2 separate regions of the Mus musculus genome follow, and region 1 is linked to region 2. Evidence: chromatin contacts called from public Micro-C data. All regions are on one chromosome and are shown on one strand. Each heading gives the region's core, a stretch centred on a gene start, on an enhancer-like site or on the middle of the called end of the contact. The rest is flanking DNA. Distances are from core to core; before and after follow the strand shown. Region 1 holds the start of Cdx2 (caudal type homeobox 2). Region 2 holds the start of Uncx (UNC homeobox).

What was found. A called contact is a pair of places that touch in the nucleus more often than the background predicts.
Region 1: a Micro-C map of embryonic stem cells shows a contact between it and region 2, with 17 times the contacts expected there. The contact joins the promoter of Cdx2 here to the promoter of Uncx in region 2. A contact is called at or near these places in 4 of 39 promoter capture datasets (cranial neural crest, embryonic stem cells, hippocampal neurons and 1 more), 11 of 484 Hi-C or Micro-C datasets (embryonic stem cells, epiblasts, germline stem cells and 1 more), 1 of 115 datasets of contacts at active chromatin or transcription factors (embryonic stem cells) and 1 of 9 other capture datasets (embryonic stem cells).

What each region holds. Positions count from the first base shown.
Region 1 is chr5:147,304,281-147,309,338 of GRCm38.p6, reverse strand. Cdx2 (caudal type homeobox 2) reads left to right here and starts at 2,090. Exons shown (of 3, transcript NM_007673.3): 1 at 2,090-2,894. The coding sequence starts at 2,357.
Region 2 is chr5:139,541,302-139,546,370 of GRCm38.p6, reverse strand. It overlaps Uncx (UNC homeobox), which reads right to left and starts at 2,473. Exons shown (of 3, transcript NM_013702.3): 1 at 2,092-2,473; 2 at 1,741-1,916. The coding sequence starts at 2,377. 4930500L23Rik (RIKEN cDNA 4930500L23 gene) reads right to left here. Exons shown (of 4, transcript NR_040701.1): 4 at 5,032-5,069.

The DNA of each region.
Region 1 (5,058 bases), core at 841-3,340, 7.8 Mb before region 2:
GGCCTGGACCTGGGCCTCAGCTCCAGAGCTTAAGCCTGGGAAGGGATGTGAAGGGTGGAAGGAGGGATTGAGTCAGGAAGGGGAGGGAGATAGTCCTAAGATCAAAAGTCTGCAATGCCTACCACTTAACCTTCCACATTCTGGCCACCCCCTGGGGACTTGAACACCCTTCCTGGTCCTTCCTTCTGGAATGAGGTTTGGTTCCTCCAACCTCTCACCCACCCTCAGGTTTATTTCTTGGAAAGTAAGATGACACCCTTGCTGTTCCTGCAAGGTACCTGGGAGGGCTTTAAAGAGGAGCAACAAGGGTCCTTGGCTTCTTGAGGGACAGCTCTTGAAGATCAAGCCACCCCCCCACCCCCACCCCGGTTTTAACCCTTCTTACAAAACACAGACTGTCAGGAGGATGTGCAAGTTTCCATAGCTGTAAGAAATGCAAGAGGTGGGAATTGAGGGGATAAAGGAGCCTGGACAAGTGCCCCCAAGAAGGACACACGAATGGACACACAAGTGCAGGGCTCCAGGCAGGAGAGAGCATTGTCAGCATCCTTGGGTTGCAGACACCATCAGCTACAGCAAAGCGCGACTGTCCAGCGAGGACCTGGGTAGTTTGGAACGTCATGTCTGAAGTGGCAGCCCCAATCTCATCAAGCTGCCTTTGCAGACAGACCAAAGTCTCAAGAGAAAAGGGCCAAGGTTGGCTTTCTCCCACACCCAAAGGTTCTCCTGTAGGGTTCCAACCTCAGCCTTGGCTCAGAAAAGTATTTTCTTCCGTAGCAGTAATGAATAGCGACAACGGTGGATTCATTCCGTGGGATGAAAAGCAAATTTCTGCAGAGAGAGCTTTCACTTTATAAAGGACAGAGTGCTGTTTTAAACTAATTTAATGCTTTAATATTTATTTTATTATTATTTATGGGTATGGCTGTTTTTGACTGCATGTATGCCTCTGTATCACTCACGTATGGTGGCTGGACACCAAAAGAGGGTGTCATATCTACTTGGGCTGGAGTTCTGGAGTTTTGAGCCCACCAAATGGGTACTGGGAATTGAACATGGGTCCTCCGCAAGAGCAGGCAGTGTTCTGGCTGAGCTATCTCTCCTCAGAAGAAAGTGTTTTAAGCATGACATAAGACAAGAATAACTAGATAGGTGTCAGCACAAATACTTCCCTTGATTAAAACAAAACAAAACAAACAAACTCTTAAATACACTCAGGAAAAACACAAGTGTAATTGTGGAAGTTTCAAACCGAATACGTCGTGTAATTAGCATTTTGCTTAAGGGAGAGAAATATATCAGGATCCCAGCCATCCACTAATTACTGCCTTCCATATCGTGGGTCCAGTTGTTGGCTTTGAAGAGGGTTTCGATTGTTTAATGTAATAGTTTTTAAAAATGAATTGCTTTCCTTGAACTTAAATCTTAACTGTAAGACAAATCCTGGGGTGGGGGGCGCAACCTGGAGGTAGAATCGTCTTTTCTCTTTTGTAGAGGCCGAGTGGTTTCCTTTGACAAGGAAATAAATGTATTGCTGAGGGTTGTCCGACCGTCCGTCCGTCAGTCTCCTCCTGGTTCTCAGAGCGGGAAGGAATAGCCTTCACCGCAGCTCTACAAGCCACCTACCTCCTGGGTTGGTCAGAAAGCTCTTCAAAGCAATGACTTCCCTCCCCCCCCCCCCCTTTCTTGACCACCTTCTGCCTGAGAATGTACGAAAGGCTGCGCCCGCCCGTTTCCAAACCCAGCTTCCCACCAAGCCTGCCTTTCTGGACTTCCCAAGGCGTTTGCAAGTCTCTTCATTTCAGTCTTTGAACCTGTGATTGGAGGTTAAAGTGCACCCAGGTTGGAAGGAGGAAGCTCGTAGCTAGCAAGAAGGGCCTGAATATTCAGCTGTGATCTGGTCGCTGCCCTCTCAGGAGCGCCCCCCTCCCCAACTTTTAAAATGCAAATCGTGTTTCTGGGGGTGGTGGTGGTGGGGACTGTGTGCGTAGCGCGCTGCGCCTCGACGTCTCCAGCCATTGGTGTCTGTGTCATTACTAATAGAGTCTTGTAAACACTCGTTAATCACGTAAGGCCGCTGGCCTGGGACTCCGCGAGCCAACCTGCGGCGGGTCATCCCCGCCTCTACAGCTTACTGGCAAGGAGGTGGGAGGAAAGAAGGAAGAGAGGGGAGGAGGCAGGACGGAGGGAGGGACTGCCCGGGAGGCAGAAGCTCTGCAAGGAGCCGACGGAGCACCGTGGGCTGAGGTGCAGCCAGCTACCTTTATCTCTAGCCCCCTGCGCCTCGCGCCTCTGGCAGCCTTCAACGTTTGTCCCCAGACAGCATGGTGAGGTCTGCTCTGGGTCCCTCGCCACCATGTACGTGAGCTACCTTCTGGACAAGGACGTGAGCATGTATCCTAGCTCCGTGCGCCACTCCGGCGGCCTGAACCTGGCTCCGCAGAACTTTGTCAGTCCTCCGCAGTACCCGGACTACGGTGGTTACCACGTGGCGGCCGCGGCGGCTGCTACGGCGAACTTGGACAGCGCTCAGTCCCCAGGGCCATCCTGGCCCACCGCGTACGGCGCCCCTCTCCGCGAGGACTGGAATGGCTACGCACCCGGGGGCGCTGCGGCAGCCAACGCGGTAGCCCACGGTCTCAATGGTGGCTCCCCGGCCGCCGCTATGGGCTACAGCAGCCCCGCCGAATACCACGCGCACCATCACCCGCATCATCACCCGCACCATCCGGCCGCCTCGCCGTCCTGCGCCTCCGGCTTGCTGCAGACGCTCAACCTCGGCCCCCCGGGGCCCGCAGCCACCGCCGCCGCCGAACAGCTGTCCCCCAGCGGCCAGCGGCGAAACCTGTGCGAGTGGATGCGGAAGCCCGCGCAGCAGTCCCTAGGAAGCCAAGGTAAGCGGTGCCGGGGCGCGCCCCAGGTCCCGCGTGCGTTGGGGCTGTCGCGGGCTGTCTGCCAGCTCCTAGCCAGGACAGGAGAAGGGGCAAAGGGGGAAATACAGGTGGATTCATCCCAGGAGTGTATATTTGTGTCTCGCTCCCCCAGGTTTGTTTAGGGCAGTACCCCATTGGCAACCTCGGGACGCCTTCGGAAGCTCCCGGTAGTGTCCTAAGCACTGTCGCCCGCCGCGAGCTGAATCGTGCCCTTGAGTTGGCTGCCTCCCGCATTCCTTACACCGTTCCTGGCCGAGAGGGTCGGGCCGCTTGGATTCTCTTTGCCGTGCCTACTCAACTTAGCTACCTGCTTTTCTTCTTCCATCTGAGGTACCCCCCCGAAAGGGCCAGGGAGTGTGGAGGCTGCGCCAGGATCAGTTTGGCCATTAGGGTCTACTGAAGGGGTCGGTGCTGCTGCGAGCACAGACGCCGCGGTGCGCCCCTGGAGAGAAGGCGGAGCCCCCCAGAAGCCTCGGAGGAAGTGGGGGAACTCCAGGGTCCCTGACTCTTCCCTCTCTCTGCCAAGCAAAGTCTCTCATAGAAATCCTCTCTTAGCATCACAGCGGACTCGGCTTCTTAAGAAGGTTTCTTCCTGACCCTTCCCTTCTAGAATCTCGTGTGTCTGAGAGTGTTGTGTGTTGGATTCGGGAGATTTTTCACGAAAGACCCGAGATTGCCGGTCTGTGGGACTCACAAGCTCTGTTTGCCCTTTCTGATGTCCGGATGTGTATAGGAGTGGGAAGGAAGTGAGCAAAGTGTGACAGGGAGTGGTACTAAGAGTCCCCCCTTTTTTGTTGTTCCGTGAAGCCTTCTCCAGCTCTTTGAGCTTCCGCTTCTCTGGATTTGCTCCTTGTTGGCACAGCCAGGCCACATGCCCGGGTTATGGCCACTTTGAGGAGGTTTATAGCCAATTACAGCCGTATAAATCAGAGCGGCACTTGGGGGCCTGTCGCTGGACACTTCTGCGTCACTGCGCACACCCCGTCAACATCTTGGTGGGCAATGCTGCCGGAGTGAAGTCTCCAGATTAGCCTCCAGTGGGCTTTGACATTGTCATTTCCAGGAGGACTTACTCCTAAACCGGTTCTCCGCATAAACCCTACTTTCCCAAGCCTGCCTGAAAGGTAGTGAGCGGAGGATCGCCGGTAGGGGTCTTAGCCCTCCGAAAGAACTTTTGCGTTCAGGGGGTGGGTGGTCCGAGACTAGGGTCCTGGGAGGGGGAGGAGAACCTCAGGAGCCCAGGCCGCGGGGTCAGCAGATGAGAGGTCGCTGTGAAGTCCCGCGCCGAGGTGGCAAGACCGCTGTCGGCGCCGGGCGCCCTTGTGATGTTAATGTAGGGAAGCTGTGGCCCGCAGTGCCGGAGCCCGACTCTTCTGCAGAGCGTCATCTGTCAAGGGGCAGAGGCGTGTACGCCGCCCGGCCGGCTTTGATGTACACCTTTCAGCCCTGCCATTGTCTCTTTTAGGGCCCGGAAAGAGGGTGGTGACTTTCGCAGTCAATAATGAATTCTGACAACTCCTTCTCATCCCTCCCCTCTTCCAGCCCCCCTCCTTGGTTCCCAGGGGGTGCGGGGCGCCTGCAAGCCCTTGGGGAGCGGACCGCAGGGCTCACGGACCATCTTTGCGTTCCTCAGCCAGCGCGTGGTGCTCTAAGAGCAGCATCCGTTCTAGGGCGAGGACCGCTGTGGGAAATTGTTCTGCGCCTCGCTTCCCAGGTCTGATAGTTTTCTTTAGTACTACAAGCTCTTTGCTATTCGGTCTGCACACTTAAGATTTGGTTCTGTCGTCTTCTGTGGAGTGGGGCACTAGCGAGTGTGTTACAGGCTCCAGTGAGCCCGCTCCCGACCGGTTGGATCCCTTTACTTCCAAAGCAGGCGCGGGGTCGGGGCCGCAGCGCCCATTCAAATGCGCCTGCGGGGCTGTGTTTATGTTAATGCTCCTGGCGGGGAAGGGGATGAAAGCTGAGGCCGCCATTTGCTCAGTAGTGGTAATTCAAACAGAATGCGGTTGTTATTAAGGCATTGAAAGCGCTTTTCTTTGATAAGATCGCCTTGTCTTGCATTGTTTGCGACTGTGTTCCCCTTTCAGCGGCGGGGGGACCTCTCTCTGATCCCTCCTGTATCTTC
Region 2 (5,069 bases), core at 1,224-3,723:
AGCTGCCCCTTCCTCAGGCAAGCCCCGTGTCGCCTGTGACCCAGCGCTGTCCAGAGTTCCTGGTTGGGGGTAGGGGGCAGAAGCAGGCCCCAGTTTGCCCTCGCCGTGGTCTCTCAGTTCTAAGGGGCCTGGCCTGGTGATCAGGAAAGGCTGTGCTGAACCGGCAGCCCCTGTGTTGGGGGGGGGGGGGCCAAGAGATGCTCAAGGCCCACATTGCAGGGTCTCCCTTGAAGGGAAATCTGGTTACTTCTTCCTCAAGAAGGGCCTGTGAAGCCGAACTTGGATGGACCTTCATTAGCCCAGCTCTCCCAGCACAGCTACGCACATCATTCGTTATGCAGGACCTAGGACCAGGGACCACAAAGCTTTTCCAAAGCAGTCCAGCCTAGCCTGACCTGGGGGGATGGGGGGTGCCACAAGGTGGGCAAGCAGGCCCAAAGCTGACCACCAGCCCCCCCCCCCCCCTTGAGAGCAGGGATGTTCTGTAGTCCTTCCTGCTCTCAGCAGGTCTTGTCTGGGACAGCCAAGAAGAATTTAAAGATCACAGCAGCTCCCAAGACCACCACCGCTCCCTGGGCCAAGGACCTGGGCAAGGCTACCATGCCTTGCAGAATGTAGCAATGTAAAGGCTTTGTTGTGGCCCGTATAAAGTTAGCAGGATTGCACAGCAGACCTGCTCCAAGGGAGCCTGGTTTGTGCAAAAGTCTCTGAGACTAAGCCAACACCCTGGGAAGCTTTCTCTTTTCTTTTTCAAAACTTTTTTTTTTTTTGGAGGGGTGCAATTTCCAGATTACTTCCTCATCAGAAATTTCTATCATATTAGAGGGGATATAAAAAAGATTCGGACTTCACTTAAGCCACAGAACAATTTGGAGAGAGGGATTTTTAAACAGATGAGAGCAGGCCAAAGCCCAGGACCCAAATATTTCAGGCAAAGCTATGGCGCTAAACTGGTATTTTGCCAGCGTCTGCCTCCACCCCAGGCACCCACTAATAACACAGACCCCAAGGTTTCTGTATTCTAGGAAAGCATCTATTATGCAGACATTAATTCTGGAATTTTATTACGCCAAATTAACGCTGCTTTTTTTTTTTTTTTAATGAATACTGCTTCCTGACTCCTCATGAAATCGAATAACGAAGAGGTTGGGGAGGGAGGAATTTAATGGAGAAGAATCTTAAATTCAGATGCCCTTTTTTTTAAGCCCCCTCTTTTCCAATGTGTTAACCGCGAAAGTTTCCACCTACTCTCCCACAAATGCACCCCCCCAGCGGCTGTTTGTAAGACGATGGATAAATGCATGTTTCTATCTTAATATTTCACAAGCCAGAAATAAAGCAACAGATCTGTCAGCTTCGAGGATGGGAGAAAGCCTCTGTCAAGAGCGCCCAGGCCAGGGCCCACTTTGTCCCCTCCTGGAGGGCTTTTCGAGCCTCGGCAGCCTTTCCAGACTGTGCGCCGCGGCCGCAGCCAACCTACACCCGGCTTCCCCGAATCGAACGCAGTCACTGCAGTGGCTACTGGGGCGCCACCAGGATCTCTCCCCAATCACCTCGGCACTCTCAAGTTACTCACCTCCAGATGGGAGAAGGGGTTCAACCCTCATAATCCCCACCATGGCCAGCAGCGCGGAGCCTGAAACCACCTCCCCGCCACTTAGAACAAAGGTGGCCCTGCCTCACCGCGCTCTGCACGCCTAGTGCGGGATCTCGGACTCCTTGGGCGACACCAATCTTTACCTGAACTCGGGACTCGACCAGGTCCAGGCGCAGCGCCAGCGCCTCGCGCATAAACACGTCCGGGTAGTGGCTCTCATTGAACGCCTTCTCCAGCTCCTCCAGCTGCCAGCCGGTAAAGTTGGTGCGGGTGCGTCTCCGTTTGCAGCCGGGGCTCTCCTTGTCTGGATCCCCCGAGTCTGCGGGCATGCACAGGACGCTGCAAGGCTCAGCCACCTGGCAGATGCTTGTCCCGCTTGCACCCACCTCGGGTGCGGGGTGCACGGAGGAGTGGGTCGCTATTCTCCGACGGCCTGGTGCACCCCACCCCGAGGCCCCCCGTTGTGTTTCCCCGTGTCCCCGCCTCCAGCCTACCTGCAAGCTTGAAGGGCTGGCTTTCGCCGGCCACCCCGCAGGCAGCCGGCAGCAGCGGCGTGGGGTTGACCACCGAGGCGGCGGCTGCAGCGCACGAGCCGCTGAGCAGGCCGTCGATGGAGAAGGGCACCGAGGCCGCGGCAGCGGCGGCGGCGGCCGACTGCAGCTGGTGACCGGCCAGCTCGTACACGTGGTGGTGGCCCAGCGGGTAGGGGAAGCCCACCACGCCGCCCAGCGAGCCCCCGAACTGGGCATGCGGGTGCTCCAGGAGGCGACCGTCCATCATCTCGCGCGCGGGGCTGGCGGGGCGCGGGGGCGCGGACGGCGGCGGGGACAGGGGCCCGGAGCCCTACACATGCTTCGGCCCGCGCTCCGCCGCTTTACTTTATCAACATCAAGCTCTCGATAATTAGCCGCGGCCCGGGGAATTTGGGACCAATAAGAAGCGCTAATCGGCTCTGACGTCAGAGGCGTGCTGGGTGCAAGGAAACGTTTTCCATATCGATTGCTAATTATACCTGACACGCACCTCCATAAACAGTATCAGGAGCTGTCACAACAAGACGGGGTGGGGAGGGAGGGGCACCGCCGCGCTCGGCCGGCCGGGGGCCCCCGGCGAGCCCCCCACTCCTGCTCCCCGCCGCTCCCGCCCCTCGCCTCCTTCTAATAGATTTCCCTTTAAAACATTCGCCGGCGTGTTGTGGGGATTTTTCACCAGAAATGCTGTACTCTCTGAACCTTTAAAGTGATGTTGCTCCAATTACAGAGAGACATTGAGCGGCAAATAGACTGATCCAATAATGGGAGATTCATCATCCGCTCTTTCCGAAACTGTCACATTGAATTTAAAACTACAAGGGCTTCTCTACCAGCGGCCTCTCCCGGGCTGCGGGCTGCCGCGAGCGGCGGAGGGAGGAGGAGGGGGAGGAAGAGAGGAGGAGAGGAAGGGGAGAGAAGTGTCCCGACGAACTGGAAGACCAAGGGGAAGAAAGAGGAGGAAGAACAAGCCCAGGAGGGAGGGGGAGAAAGGAAAGGTTTGGGGGAGGAGGAGTGCAGAAAGAGAAAGGGAGGAAGGAGAGGAAGTGGATGGAGAGGAGGAAAGGATGGAGGGGAGGGGAGAAGAAGAAAGGGAGGAGAATGGAGGAGGAAGGAGAAGAAGTAATGGGGGAGAAAGGAAGGAGAGAGGAGTGGAACCAGAAGCGATGGAAGGACAGAGAGAAGCGAGAAGAGGAGAAGAGAAAGCGGGGAGGATAAAGAGAAGGGAGAATGAAAACGGAGAGTGGAGAGAAGGGGAGGAAGGAGGGGAACAAGGCAGAAAAAGAGAAGAAAGGGAGGGAAGTGGGACTAGATGGACGGAGAGACCAGAATGAAAGGGGGAGGGGAGAAAGGGAGAGGAGAGGAGGGGAAGGGGGGGAGAGAAGAACCTCCAAACAGTGATCCAGCCAAATGCGGCCCCCACCTATAAGGAGTCTAACCCGACGCCCTCCTCCTTGATTGGCAGTTACCCCATCAATATAGACAGGGTGGTGGCAGCTGGGGCACCCTAACCCCACTTAACTCCCACACATATGGGTCCTGGATGCCAGCCCAGAGGAGGAGGGAGCATGGAAGGAGGAAGGACAATGGTAACTTCAGGATAGTGACCAATGGCCCACGCATCCCTTCAAATAAATAAATAAATAAATAAATAAATAAATAAATCTCCCTCTGAGTCAGCTCTGAAGAATGGGTTGGAGGCACTAACCCATCTATTATAATTAAATTATGTTCGCAGTGAGATGCCATTCCCTTCTCCACTGTAAAATATTGATAGTCTCAAAAACTAAATCATTAGGGGACATATCCTTAAATAAGCCGCAAGCACGGACTGTGAGCAGAGGTGGACGCAGCCAGGATGGATGGGGATGGAGGATGGGGATGGGGGATGAGGGATAGGGATGGGGGATGGGGGAGGGGGATGGGGGATGGGGATGGGGGATGGGGATGTATCCTTTGTAAAAGCAAGTTTGTCACTGGAGAGATGGCTTTTTGCTGACTCTAAATTTGTAGGCAAAGTACTCTGACCGCCTGCCCCAGAAGGAAGCCTGATCATCACAACCCCAGGGCACAGTGACAAGTTTGCTTTGGCAAAAGTAAGGCCTAAGCAGGAAGAAATGGGACAGGCCAGAATGGTGTGTGCCATGTCTCTCTCTCTCTCTCTCTCTCTCTCTCTCTCTCTCTCTCTCTCTCTCTCTCTCTCTGTGTGTGTGTGTGTGTGTGTGTGTGTGTGTGCCCTGACCCACTGAGCTGGCAGAGAGGGAACCAGACTGCCCTTGGGGTGGTTCCCCCAACACTCATGTCCGGGCCTGGACCCCAGCCGGACTACAATCGGGCCTCGCTTCTAATCTACAGTGACTGGACTACCAAATTGGACTTAATTACTCCCTCCCTCTGTCTCTGAAGGAGCGGGGAATGTACAGAGTTGGAGACAGGCCTGGAGGTGGGGGGACCCCTCTCCCCGTGACACTAGAAGGGCGCTGCAAGGGTTAATCCCGAGGTCAAGGGCCAAGAGCACTACTTTTCGCTATAATTTAATTTCTTTCGCTATAAATACTACACGTAAACGCTGCCCATCCGGCTCGATTTTGCCCGTGGCCACTGCCGCCTGCTTTTCTGTCGCACTCGCGATCTGGAATGCGCCCGGCGCGTGCTTCGGAATACAGAGCTGTGATCAATCCAGCCCGAGGGGAGGGCAGCAGAGGGGGCGGGCGCCGGCCCCGCTCCTCGCCCATCTCTCTTTATTATAATGAATTAATTCGACTTTATTTATCCCATTTTCTGGAGCTGACAGAATGTTAATTTGAGTTGAAATTTCGCTCGCCTCTCACTCTCTGACCCCTGGCCTTCAGATTGGCGTGTTGTAATAACCTGAATCTTTCAACAGAGGCCCTGATAATTGTTACCTTATTAGCATGCAAATTGTTTAATTAATATTATTA